2 separate regions of the Mus musculus genome follow, and region 1 is linked to region 2. A link is a contact called in public HiChIP or PLAC-seq data. All regions are on one chromosome and are shown on one strand. Each heading gives the region's core, a stretch centred on a gene start, on an enhancer-like site or on the middle of the called end of the contact. The rest is flanking DNA. Distances are from core to core; before and after follow the strand shown. Region 1 overlaps Uchl3 (ubiquitin carboxyl-terminal esterase L3 (ubiquitin thiolesterase)). Region 2 holds the start of Commd6 (COMM domain containing 6).

Region 1 (6,852 bases), core at 930-3,429, 43 kb before region 2:
GTATTCTAGTCAAAGATCACATATGAATGTTGGGTAAAATGGGAATTTATAACAAAGCACAAGGTTATATTCTATAACTTTTTAAGTGCTCATCTGAAATTTTACATATCCTCGTTTTCATTGCACAGACTCATGAAACTAAAGATTTAAAAGCCACTAAAATAGTATCGTTATATATATCAGGTTTTAAAAATGTAACACAAAAATTATGCAACAGACAAGACACATTAAGAACAAAAGCAGAGAAAAACCGTATCATAATAGGCACTGGTAAAACCAATTATTTAGAGTATAAACTCTAATAAGAGAGAAGTAAGCCCTTCAAATTATAAACAGGAGTAAAGCTAACCCTTGGGGGTGAAGACCTGAGTCAGTTGTCCTTGTCATTAGCTGACAAGTTATAAGGAAGAAAGGCATCAGAGCCTACTGTCCATCTTTTGAGTAGATAGTAACTATATAAACTGCGTACCACTTATTCTATGCCGGGTACGCTTTGAGGTATTTCATATCTATCCGTTCATTTAATCTCCAGTAAGCTAGGGGATAACTCCAACTCCACCCAAAGCTTACACTCAGAGGAAGCAGAGCACCAATGGGCGATTGTCAGAACCAAGCTCATGCCACCAGCATGCTGGAGGACTGCAGCTACTTCAGATGAGACTCTAGAGCTCAACGGCCTTAGTCACCAGCACAGAGTCTATGTGGGGCCAAGAGAATGTTTGTGGTGCCAGTTTTTAATTATACTAAGTTATAGTGAACCCAGGTATAATTCTCTTAAGAATAGATACTGGAGGACAATTTTCCAAATGCTGTTGTTCCAGGTCATCTTATAACCATCACCTTCAACAGATAACATCTGCTGTATTGGAGATTTATTTCTAGCCTGACAAAGCCACCCTCTCTATAGGTACAATAAGAAGAAATGAAAATAAGGGTCGTCAGTTCTTTGGTGATAATACATTTCATCAGCCACGACATTAGCGAAGCGCCTTTAGCTTGAAATGATCTTCAAAACTCTTCTCATTCTTAAAAGCCTTTGTTCGCACTTTGTTGGCACTCTTAATATGAGTGTGTTATACACTAGCCAAAAATACAATTGGCATTTCCACCATGGGGGGTTAAGAAAAGTTCAGCATGTCAGCACTCACATTAACCATCCAGCAGAAATATACAAAGGGACCCTCAGCTTGAGTCCACGTGGGAATACAAGTGAGTACCACATAGTGTTTGCTCTCACAGATTGCTGCCATCAGTCTGCATTCCTTCAAACGAGGGCCAAAGCGAAGAGGAGAAAAGGCAAACCCATGAAGGGGGGAGAGCATCGGAGTAAAGAGTGACATGGAAGCCAGCCGGGACTGAAGAGCAGGGCAGACAAACTATCTTCTCAGAAGCTGGGAAGGACAGAGTGCCGTGACAGTTACTCACTGAGATGACGATGGCAGATTGGGAGATGAAATGCAAGGAGGTATTCTAGACCAAGAATCCAGGTAAGGAAAAAAAAAATCCATCACACACAAATAGTAACAGGTAGAACATGGTCAGAACTAGGTCTGGAATTTGATTTTTATCTTTCAATCTAATAAGTTAATTGTTATCATTCCATGGGTGCTGGCAAAAGACATGAGATTTCTGTTAGAAGCAACTTTACTATTCATAGCACAAGGAAGCCCGAAAGTTATGTGAAGTCACCCAGGATAATGCAGGTCCAGTGTTGTGGGTAGCCCTGGGGCTAATTATATTTGATGTTAATTCCATTCTCCTGTGAGTGGTTGTGAACAAGGAATGAGTCAGCACTCAGGTGATTTCCTATAAACCTGCTTCCCACCTTAATTTGTAAAATAAAGGAGAGCTGATGATTGGGCAGAAAAAAGGGAAGGTGGAGCAGAAGGTGATGGGGAGAGAAGAGAAAATTGGAAGAGGGAGAGGAGGAGGAAAAAGAAAAGCAGAGCAGAAGCACATGGCCTGAAGAAACCGTAAGTTCTAAGGGATCGCACAGATGTGGAAGATGGTAGTGGAGCGGTAGATCTGCCCAATCTAGGCGCACAGCATGTATTCATATTAACTGTGTTGTGTTTTCATTGCCGGGGCATATTTGGGTGGAGATTTACTGCCAACAGTCCAGAAGGATGCTGCATATGCACTGGGCTGCACGGCTGGAGAGGAATGTCAGGTTGGAGCAAGCATTTGTTTTACAGCAGACAGTAGGCAAACCAGCATTGCCCTGGTGGTAGACTCCCTCTCAGCCCTTTAAGTTGCTTACTACAAGCACACCTTTAGGTAATGATGGTCTCGTTCCTCTGTTTTATAAAACTTGTAATTTCAATTTTACAAAGTCACAAAAACACAATTAGAGGCAATATCCAGATATGTCTGTGATGCCCCATATGCTTTATCATTTGTACTTACACTGTCTCCCCTCATAACTTTTCTTCCTGAGGTAATACAACCCATTTATTGGTATCGTATCCAGTATTTTCACACATAAGCACAAATACCTCTTTATATCCATGAAGGACTGGCTCCAGAAATTCTGGTATAGAAAAATCTGTGGATATTCAAATCTCTTATATAAAATCTTATAATACTATTTCTGTGTAACTTGCATGCATCTTACTATACACTCAAAGTCACCTCAATTACTTATTATAACACCAAATACAATATCAACCCATGGAAAGTTATTATACTGAATCATTTAAGAGAATAATGACAAACTTATCTGTAGATGTTTAGTTCAGGCACACTTTAGCGCATATATATATATATATATATATATATATATAGTGTGTGTGTGTGTGTATGTGTATTCCTATTAATTATGTGAGTGTACATGCACATAAGTGACCTTTGCACATGACCTTTGGAGGCCAGATGAGAGCATCAGATTCTCTGGAACTGGAGTTAGCCTTGGTTTTGAGTTGCCTGAAGTGGGTTCTGGGAACCAAACTTGGGTACTCTGGAAGAGTAGTACAATTGTCTTAAACTTTGGCCATCTCTTCAGCCCTGCGACACATACTTCTACAGGAAATGTTTGACCTACGGTTGGCTGACTCTACAGCTGCAGGTATGATGAATACAGAAGGTCCACTAAGTATAGACGGAGGGAAAACCCTCATAGTTACAGCAGTGCACTTATCACCCAAGCTTTTACACTAGCAGAAAGCTTTCATCTACCTGCCACCCTACATGCTCATTTTGTTGGTTCTTCCAAGGTCTGTGGGAGGCTGGGCACAGTGGTGCACACCGTTAGTGCCATAAAGGAAGGTGACACAGGAGGATCACTTGGGTTCAGCAGTTCAGGGCTTTAGTGTACTATGCTGATAGGATGTCCACATTAAATTTGGCATCAATATGATGACTTCCTTTGAGTGAAGCACTACCAGCTTCTCTAAGGAGGGTCAGAAATGGAACAAGCTAGGCACTACTGTAGAATTCATAATTAATTTATCATGGTTCCAGCAGATTTTACCTCTATATTTTCTTAAAAAAATTTTTTTTAATTATTTTAAATTGTGTGTGTTTGGATACGTGCAAGTATGTGGAAGACTGAGGATAACCTTCACCTTGGTCCACGTTTCACCTCTTTTGCGGCAGTCTCTCTTGTGTTTTGATTCTTGTCCACATACCAGGCTAGCTGGTTCATGATCTTCTGGCTTCTCGGATGTCTGCCTCCCATCTCACCATACGAATAATGGGGTGACAGACACTCATACATGGCTGGCTTTTCTGTGGTGCTCACAAGTGGCTATACAAGCCATTGACCTATCTCCACATCCTAAATGTAATTTGTTTTCTCAGGGTTTTTTTTTTGTTTTGTTTTGTTTTGTTTTTGTTTTTCCCCCTAACAACTAGAGAATTGTTCCAGGCATTCTTCAGCCCTGGTCCTGCCTCTCAACATTAACATCTCCATTTAGTGTTTTCTTAGTTTTCAACTCGACTAACAATTTCCACGTGTTGATACATTTTGTCCATCATGTCTACTTCAACCTTTAATGCCATTATTACACATTCTCTGATAGTTTGAACTATTGCATATGGCTTAATTCTGTTGTCTCCTGACAGAATATTAATGTTTCCTTTTTCTTACTATTTTTGGTTAAAAGTCAGATATCTTGTATAGTATCATAGACACAAACAGTCCTGACATTTAGGCATGCCCCATCAAAACCTTAATGTAGAGCAGTGAGTCTAATCCATCCAGAGGTTGAGCTGTTCGGTTTTGTTTTCGGTACAGTTACCCTCAGTGTAAGAGTAGATTAAAGTCTAGCATTCTCACTAAGAGTGAGACCTGGGTTAATGGAATCCTTTTTCAGCTCTGTTGCATGAAACGTTCTAAGCTTTTGCCCAAAGCCTATGCCCAGAGGACTTTCTTCATGACTTCATTCATCTTCACACCAGTACTTATGGTTCTTCCTTAGCACAAAAAGCTTTCTTTGCTCTTATTCAACCAGCCAGAGCATAATTCCTTACTTCCTCTCTATCAAGCACAGGAGCTTCCCAAGGAGTCCACTCGTAGTTAAGGATCTCTCATAGAGAGACTGCAGAAGGGATTCGTTTGGGGTCTTTAAGCTTTGTTCTCCAGAAGAGAAGAGCCCAGGTGAGTGCCTTCCCACAGTGGTCGCTGTTTGCCTCCTCTATGCCTTCACCTGAAGATCTTTCCTGCCTTGTCTACCTGCAGTCAAACTCCTGAGTACCCAATGAGATCTGTGGAGAGGGGGTGTAACTCTTCTCTTTGGAGAATTCACAGAGACTGTATAGTCTCCTGACAGCCTATAGCAGTTTGCCTTTCATGATCTGCAAACGTTTATAGCTCTTTCTTCCTTTTTCATTTGTTTAATAACAGGTGGCTCTCTGTGTTTCCTTTCTCATCAGTCATATATTTGGGTGCCTATATACCTCAATAATTGCATCTCCACATTTCTCAGTGCAACACACTACTCTCTAAACAGAGATAGAAATGATGCACCAGGAAGACATCGTTGTGTTTTTATTGTTGTTAGCTTTCTATACCTGTAAGTGATGGTCTAACAAATATTTACAGAAATATCTCTATATACTGATCAAGCAACAATAACCACAGCTAACAATATTGTATACTAGATAGTCAAAGATACTAAGGCTATAGATTTCCACAACAATCCTATAAGATAGAAATTCTGATTATTTCTAAACACAAAAATATAATTTTTGGTCAAATATTGTCCTATTACTTATGTGTGATTCTAGCTCTCTTTCTGAACATGTTTTTCAGTGTGAGCATATGTAACAGAGGAAAGAGTGAGGAAAACAAAGTCATATTCCTGGCTAAGTATGTTTCAAACATCTTTGTATCTTGGCTAACATTCTACAGTATTAAAATGTGGATGATATATTATTATACTGTCTTGTTCCCCATAATGTAACAGCAGTTCAAGTGGCTCTAATCAAAAGTGTTCCAAATTTTGGAGCTTGTGGAATTAAACAAACAAACCAACAAACAAACAAACAAAAACCTACAAGTGAGCACACCATTTTAGATTGTGATCTTGGATTAGGGATGCTCAAACTGTATTTAAACGACAGTGAAGCTATTAGTCAGGTTCTTGTTGCCTCTATGTCAGACTTAAGGGTTTAATAAGTAACTTTTGGTTTTGGTTTTGGTTGTTTTTTGAGACAAGGTTTCTTTGTGTAGCTCTGGCTGTCCTGGAACTTGCTCTTTAGACCAGGTTGGCCTTGATCTCAGGGATCCTGCTTCTGCCTCCCAAGTACTAGGATTAAAAGCATGGACCACCATGGCAGGCTAGTAAGTAACTATTTGAAGTTTTAAATATTGGAGCAGTAATTCCTAGTTTTCACTCTATTTATACTTGCTTTTATCTCATGATGATAATCTCTTTCACATGAAGGATTGCAGAGTCATCAGCAATTATCAACTAAAATAGTAACAAGCAACAATGTTTGCCAGGACATTAACAGAACCCTATGTCCCACTGGCAAACTACACTGGAATCTTGATGGTGTAATGAGACTATCTACAGCACTCTATATGGAACATGCAGTGATGCTGTACACTTAAGGATATTGTGGTTTGACTCCAGATTATTATAACAAAATAAACATAGAGAGTCATGCAATTTTTAATTGTCCAGTACAGGTAAAGCCATGTTTTAAATTAGCTGTAGTCTATTAATTATAGAACATTATACCTAAAAGTATCATAGCCAGATCGATCTTAATTAAAACCTTTTACTTGGAAGTGCTAACAGTCATCTGAACTGGCAGATAGTGGTGCTGTCAGGCACCTTCACTTAGTCAAAAACACTAAGGGGAGAGAAATAAAACAAGGTGTACCGTAAACCTCTGCCTCAATTATAGTTCCCCAAGCAGACACTTTCTGGAGATCTAAAGACACTATAAAGATAAAATATTCTACTCTTCAAGCAGAACAGCATTAGAAACACTAATTTAAAAACAAACAACGGCGATGACTATAATTAGTATAATTCTGCCTAATTTAAGAACAATGATGTATCTGGCTGGATCAATACCACATAAGCAGGGCTTTTTAATCACAAAACTGGATTTATAACAGCTGGCAGCAATATCAATATTTTCAATAATATAGATAGCTACTTCCCTTCAGCACTGTCAATAATTTAACTGGTTCACAGTTGTGTCTTTATCATTTCTACCTGCATCCCCCAAACATAATTCTAATTTCCTGATTGTCAAATTTATAACTATTTGCTGGAAGAAGGTAAATAAAATTAAAAACACCTAAGGTCCTTACAGAGAAAATTTCCTTTCACAAATAATATGTATACACTCTATTTATTTAAAAAAAAAAAGATAAAACTATTCTTCAGATAATTT
Region 2 (6,815 bases), core at 4,002-6,501:
ATGTGAATGTGTGTGTAAGTACACTAGCGCCATAGGCTGTGCTTTTGGAGGTCAGAGAACAGCTTGTGACAGTCAGTCAGTTCTCTTCTTCCACTACATGAGTCCCAATGAACAAACTCAAGTTGAGAGGCTCAGGAGGAAGCTCTTGTACCAACTGAGTCATGTCACAGACCCCCAAATCTGTGTTTTATAAGTGGAAGTCTTGAGTGTAAATTCTATTATCTTATAAGATGTCGGTTCTGAAAATAGCAGTCTGCCATGTGTTTATTATAACTTATAAAAGAAAATGGATTTCTAGAAAGAAGACCTTCAGAAGAATTATATTAGGAGAGTCATAGGTTCATCATAGTCAGTCACGATGAGGTCCTGCACTGGGAGAGCAATGACATAGATATATCATCGTGCTATAGACATGATGGGATCTTGGAGGAAGAGCCTTCATTTCCACTAGACAAAGGGAATATTTCTGAGTCTTACAGGTTTGCAGGAGCAGGTTGTAGAGGGGAGAGCTCAGAGGGAGTATAAGGTGCAGACCATGTGACCAGGCCTGGCCTAGCCTTTGTACCAGGAGTCACAAGGCAGGAAGATAAAGAAAACTTGCAATTCAAGGTTGTCCTGAACTTGCACACAGCTGCACAAGGAAGGAGAGAACTTCAAGGCCAAATGGGATAATTTTTAAATCAGGTCTCTGTGCCAGAGGAGAGGCTGTAGGAACATGTGGCCTGATTTCAGAGAGAGAGAGAGAGAGAGAGAGAGAGAGAGAGAGAGAGAGAGGGAGGGAGGGGGGGGAGGGAGGGAGGGAGGGAGGGAGGGAGGGAGGAAGGAAGGAAGGAAGGAAGGAAGGAAGGAAGGAAGGAAGGAAGGAAGGAAGGAAGGAAGAGAGGGAGGAAAGGGAGAGGGCCTGGTCTGGACCAACATATCTCTTCTCTTCTCTTCTCTTCTCTTCTCTTCTCTTCTCTTCTCTTCTCTTCTCTTCTCTTCTCTTCTCTTCTCTTCTCTCTCTCTCTCTCTCTCTCTCTCTCTCTCCCTCCTTGTACACACACACACACACACACACACAGCTCTAATCTTAAAGGAAATAAAAGATATTTTAACTCTGTAGCCATTTTGAGTGACCATGCCCTGGAACACAGATTTTGCTTAACCCAAATTCCATGTTCCAATGTAAAAGAAGTTTCATGAAGTTTGTATAGTTACACAACAACAACTGCAGCAACAACAACAATGACATTGAGATGGGAGAAGCTTTTCTATAGTCTCAAGATACTATCTGATGACATTCTTAGCTTTTGGATTGGTGGAAGCTAGCAGTGTGCTAAGTTAATAGATTCTAAAAGGATTCCATTTATCAAGCCACTAGTTGTTCATTCTGACACAGAAGTGGGTGGAGAACGGCTGTTTTGGGGGGCTAGAGCTAGATCAAGATAAGGTAAATTAGCCTTTGGACTACACCACTCCAATCTCTCCACAGTACTGAAATTCTTGTCAGCCAACCTGTCTCTGCAGACACAGCCTCTTTTCAAGAATTTCACTTTCAGAAAGGGGTGCTCATATTGAATAATAACTGTCAAAAATTCATAGGCCATGTGTGATGATGTATAAGGCAGCCTGGTCTAAATAGTGAGTTCTAGGATAGCAAGGGCTACAAAGTGAGACCCTGCCTCAAAAAATTAAGATAAAATAAAATTCGCATAAAATAGAGTAAACAGAAGTTAACTTTAACATATTTGTTCTTTCTGCTTTGGGAAATTTTTTGTAAAGATCAGGTGAGGGGTGTAGTGCCAGGGAAAGGTTGAAATGTCCCAAAGCAGACAGGAGCTGATCCAATGCAACCACAGTAGGGCCTTTTTATTCCAGCTAGCTCAGGTCCCCCTAGCCCCAGGGCACTGCTATCACACATGATGGTTTTGGTGGTGGGGTGCTCCTAAAATCTACCAGGGCAAGGCTTTATTGGAAGCTACAAGCAGGAGCGTGGGTGTTTATGCATCTAATTGGAGAGCTACCCCGGCCTTTAACATAATTGGCTGGTACTGGGAGTCATATCATAAACTTAATTGCTGCTTCTCTCTGCATTGGTGGTCGTTAGGCAGGGGGTAGGCTTGTAACCTGGGAGTGCAAATCTGTTGGGGCAATACTTGGAGACTCTGGTGTTGGGGGTTAGCCTAGAGATTGGAGCTAGGCTCAGGTTTTGTTGGGGATTGACTTGGAAACTAATGTTAGGTACCAGCCTGTTAATTTGTCTGAATTCAAACTTAGGTCAGGTTTTCTACAATGGAGTCTAAATTTAAAAGCTTTGACCTCTCAGGGTTATATGTTTATGTGTGTCTTCTCTATTCCCAGCAGCAAGGAGCTGGGAAGGGGGCAGTTTGTGGTATGGTGGTATACATCTTTAATTCCAGCACTCAAGAGGCAAAGGAAGGTAAATCTCTGTAAGTTAGAAACCAGCTCGGTCTTCATAGTGAGTCGCAGGCCAGCCAGGGTTACATAGTGAGAGCCTGCGTTTTTTAAAAAAGGAAAATATTCCAATAACTAGAAGTAATGTATTGATCAACTGGATGTATAATACTGTTCCATCTTTTTATCCTGTTTCTTTGGGTGAGGGCTTTCTCTCATACAGGGATTCTTTTTTTTTTTTTTTTTTTCTGCCATGTGCCTCCAGGGATGGAGCTCCGTCTGTCCGTGTTTGTTTGTTTGTTTGTTTTTGTTTTTGTTTTTCCGAGACAGTGTTTCTCTGTATAGCCCTGGCTGTCCTGGAACTCACTCTGTAGACCAGGCTGGCCTCGAACTCAGAAATCCACCTGCCTCTGCCTCCCGAGTGCTGGGATTAAAGGCGTGCGCCACCACGCCCGGCTCATACAGGGATTCTTTTCTGCAAGTTATTTAGTACATTTAAGTAAGCCCGATAATACTGGCTAGAGATTGTTTTAGATTTTCAACTACAGCATGCATGGCATAGTTCTTGGTGTTTGCTGTATGTACTTTAACTAGTACAGTTCAGCAATCCGAAGTGAGCTATTTTGTGGTAAGTGGACCTCTAAAGATGTTCAGCCTATAAAGATAACATCTCTATTCAACAAAACTGTAATATAGGGATTATTCAGAATATGTAATTTCAGTTATATACTTTAATGCCTATGGAAATTATTCTAGATCATTTGAGTACGCATTACTTAACCATCTGAAGCCTTAAAAACAGAGAATGTAGGTAAAAGAAAGGAAAGGAGAAATTGTCTAGTTAGATTAGCAAACATGAGGGAGACGTGTTTTACTATTTGGCTTTGCAATGGCAGTGAAGACACAAAGACATGGGTATGAATCGTCTCTAAAACCCGAGAATCCTTGAAAACTAGCAAAATAAGAACCTGCATGAAATTAAGCCCTAACAACAACTTGAATGAATTGAAAAGCAGATTCTGTCCCAAGCCTTTGAGGAAGCACCAGCTATTTACATGCCTTACTTGGATTGATGTTGAGTTTCCAGACTTATGGTTAGAGTGTTCTTTTATATATATATATATACATATATTTTATTAGGTATTTTCCTCATTTACATTTCCAATGCTATCCCAAAAGTCCCCCATACCCTCCCCCCCACTCCCCCCCACTTTTTGGCCCTGGCATTCCCCTGTACTGAGGCATATAAAGTTTGCATGTCCAATGGGCCTCTCTTTCCAGTGATGGCCGACTAGGCCATCTTCTGATACATATGCGGCTAGAGACATGAGCTCCAGGGTACTGGTTAGTTCATATTGTTGTTAAACCTATAAAGTTGTAGACCCCTTTAGCTCCTTGGGTACTTTCTCTAGCTCCTCCATTGGGAACCCTGTGATCCCTCCAATAGCTGACTGTGAGCATCCACTTCTGTGTTTGCTAGGCCCCGGCATAGTCTCACAAGAGACAGCTATATCTGGGTCCTTTCAGCAAAATCTTGCTAGTGAATGCAATGATGTCAGCGTTTGGAGGCTGATTATGGGATGGATCCCTGGATATGGCAGTCTCTAGATGGTCCATCCTTTTGTCTCTGCTCCAAACTTTGTCTCTGTAACTCCTTCCATGGGTGTTTTGTTCCCATTTCTAAGAAGGGGCAAAGTGTCCACACTTTGGTCTTCTTTCTTCTTGAGTTTCATAAATTGTATCTTATATCTTGGGTATTCTAAGTTTCTGGGCTAATATCCACTTATCAGTGAGTACATATCATTTGAGTTCTTTTGTGATTGGGTTACCTCACTCAGGATGATGCCCTCCAGGTCCATCCATTTGCCTAGGAATTTCATAAATTCATTCTTTTTAATAGCTGAGTAGTACTCCATTGTGTAAATGTACCACATTTTCTGTATCCATTCCTCTGTTGAGGGGCATCTGGGTTCTTTCCAGCTTCTGGCTATTATAAATAAGGCTGCTATGAACATAGTGGAGCATGTGTCCTTCTTACCGGTTGGGACATCTTCTGGATATATGACCAGGAGAGGTATTGCGGGAACTTCCGGTAGTACTATGTCCAATTTTCTGAGGAACCGCCAGACTGATTTCCAGAGTGGTTGTACAAGCTTGCAATCCCACCAACAATGGAGGAGTGTTCCTCTTGGTTAGAGTGTTCTTAGGAGACAAGCGCTCATTTATTTAAGAAAAAATCGTTAAGCACATTTGTACAGTAAAGCTGTAACCGTTGGTAAATGTGGGTGGCATGTTATTATTTGCAACTTGTATGAAAATATTTTCAAGGTTTTTTTTTTTTCTCCTAAATAAAATATTGGCAGGAGAATAAAAATCAGTGTGGATATTCTCTGCAGAATGCATCTGGTGTCAACAGAAGAGAAGACAGGATGAGAAGTTGCTGCTGAAATTTGGAGTAATAGCAGAGATTTTAAAAAGGCTCCACCCTCCTTAAGTCAGGCTAAGCCGGTGAACTCGGTCCCAGGGAAGAGTTCTCGCTAGACAATTGTAGTTATAGTCACACCAGAGTCCACACTAGGGGTGTGGCCACAAGCCGATTGGTGTCACTGCAGGCACAGTGACTTTGCGCTTGCGCAGAGATGAGCCCACTTCTTGCCCTACGATGGGGGAGCCGACATCCTGGATGTCACGAGTCCTCCACCAGGTTTCCTGCACGTCTCTGGACCTTTCTCCCCCCCACAGAACTTTCCCTTTCCCAGTATCTCATAAAACTGATGTTTAACTGAGACAAAACTCGAATTACATAGAAATCTATTCTCCGCAACCTAGCGTGAGTGGGCGGGGCCTAGGTCCGGAAGCGGAAGTGCTGGCCGGTGGATCACACTGTGGTCATGGAGGAGTCTGGGTTCAGGGAGCCCGTGCTGGATGCCAAGTCGGAGGTGAGTACGGGCTGGAAGGAGAAGGGTCTGGGGCGGACGCTGGCGCCCGGACTGCGTTTCTCTAACTCGTGTCTCTGCTTCCGTTCCAGGTCACGGGCCAGGTGAGTGGCCGCCCCGCCGTCCCATCCCCTGCTCGCCGATCCTTCCCCGGGCTGCGCTTCCCTCTTGCACCCGAGGGGATGGCCGCTGTGGCTGTCACTTAAACTGCCCTGCCCCTAGAGTGCAGCCCGAGCGCTGGTCCACCTTTATTAGGCACCCTTTATTCCTTTACTCCAAGGCAGGAATACGATGTTTTCAAATGTGACGCTTACAAGAGACATTGCTAAGATTTGCAAAAATAGCGTCCTCCCTTTTTCTTTTAACGATAGCTTATTTTGAGGCGGGCTAGCCGGGGAACTTTGCTAGGAAAACCAGACTGGCTTGAGCTCTCTCAGATCCACTGGCCTCTGCCTCTGAGGCGCAGGGATCGAAGGTGTGCTCCGTCAAGCTCAGTCATTTCTTTAAAGACCTTACTCTGAAGAGGAACTCTAACTTGTCTAACCTCTCTTATGTTACATTAAGAATAAATAGGATTTTTGACTTCCTAAAGTTATACTAACACTTTTCCAAGACAGAACATTGGGAGTTTTAGTCAGGAGTTACCTATGTTCACCTAAATATAAGAAAAGTGCTGAAGTTAAAACATGGTAAGAATACAGAGGCTGAGAGAAGAGTGTACTGACTGCTCCTTGTCTCCAAATGATTTTTTTTTTTTTGGAAGCAGGCTCTCACTAAACTTCTGAGGTCGGCCTTAACTTGTAACCCACACTGGCCTCGAACTTGTGGTCATCTGGCCTCAGCATCTAACTGGCTGGATTTAGAGCTTAGAAGTCTCCAGCTTTTCTTGCTGTTGGTTTGGAAGAGTCCTGCAAGGGCACTCTGTGATACGGATAAACCTGCTCTATTTTGTGTAACCGTATATGAAGTTAGTGGCTTTTTGTTGCTTTGTTCTTGTTTTAAGATTTTATCTGTCTGTATAACACGTGGGTCCCTAGAGACCAGAAGGGGCCTCAGAGTCGCTGGAATTGCAGAAATAGATGGTTGTGAGCTGCCATGTAGGTGCTGGGAACTGAACCTGGGTCCCCTGGAAGAGCAGCAAGTGCTTTTAACCACTGAGCCATCTCTCCAGTCAGAGTTACCTGAGTTGGTTTATTATTACTATTCAACCCCACGTTATTTTGACCTCTCGTTTTGTATGTTCCATTAAAGATGCTTTGAAACTGACCTGTACTGGGCTGTACGTATCTATGTATGTACGTATGAAGTTTATATGTATGTATTTTAGGAAACTTTTCCACCCTAAAGCAATATGAATCCATCGGTCACAGTTCTGGGAGTCAGAGGTATAAAACCAGTTTTACAGGGCCAAGGTGGAGGAAGGTTGTGGTCTGGCTGCAGGGGAGGGTCTCTTGTTTGTCTCTTCCTGCTCTTAGAGCCCACCTC

The links. HiChIP or PLAC-seq counts read pairs in DNA pulled down with a chosen protein or histone mark.
Region 1: an H3K4me3 HiChIP or PLAC-seq map of embryonic stem cells shows a contact between it and region 2, with 30 read pairs. The contact joins the enhancer-like site here to the promoter of Commd6 in region 2. A contact is called at or near these places in 1 of 39 promoter capture datasets (pre-B cells), 4 of 115 datasets of contacts at active chromatin or transcription factors (the SCID.adh cell line and embryonic stem cells) and 1 of 9 other capture datasets (pancreatic islet).

The regions. Positions count from the first base shown.
Region 1 is chr14:101,678,603-101,685,454 of GRCm38.p6, reverse strand. The region is part of intron 6 of Uchl3 (ubiquitin carboxyl-terminal esterase L3 (ubiquitin thiolesterase)); the gene reads right to left. Among named protein-coding and RNA genes, the nearest start is that of Uchl3, 28 kb to the right of the region's middle. Within about 2 kb of position 2,179, at least 7 of the 459 cell types and tissues checked have an H3K27ac peak or open chromatin away from gene starts, as enhancers often do. A contact at or near this core is called in embryonic stem cells, where this site is marked.
Region 2 is chr14:101,638,907-101,645,721 of GRCm38.p6, reverse strand. Commd6 (COMM domain containing 6) reads left to right here and starts at 5,251. Exons shown (of 4, transcript NM_001033132.3): 1 at 5,251-5,333; 2 at 5,423-5,434. The coding sequence starts at 5,286.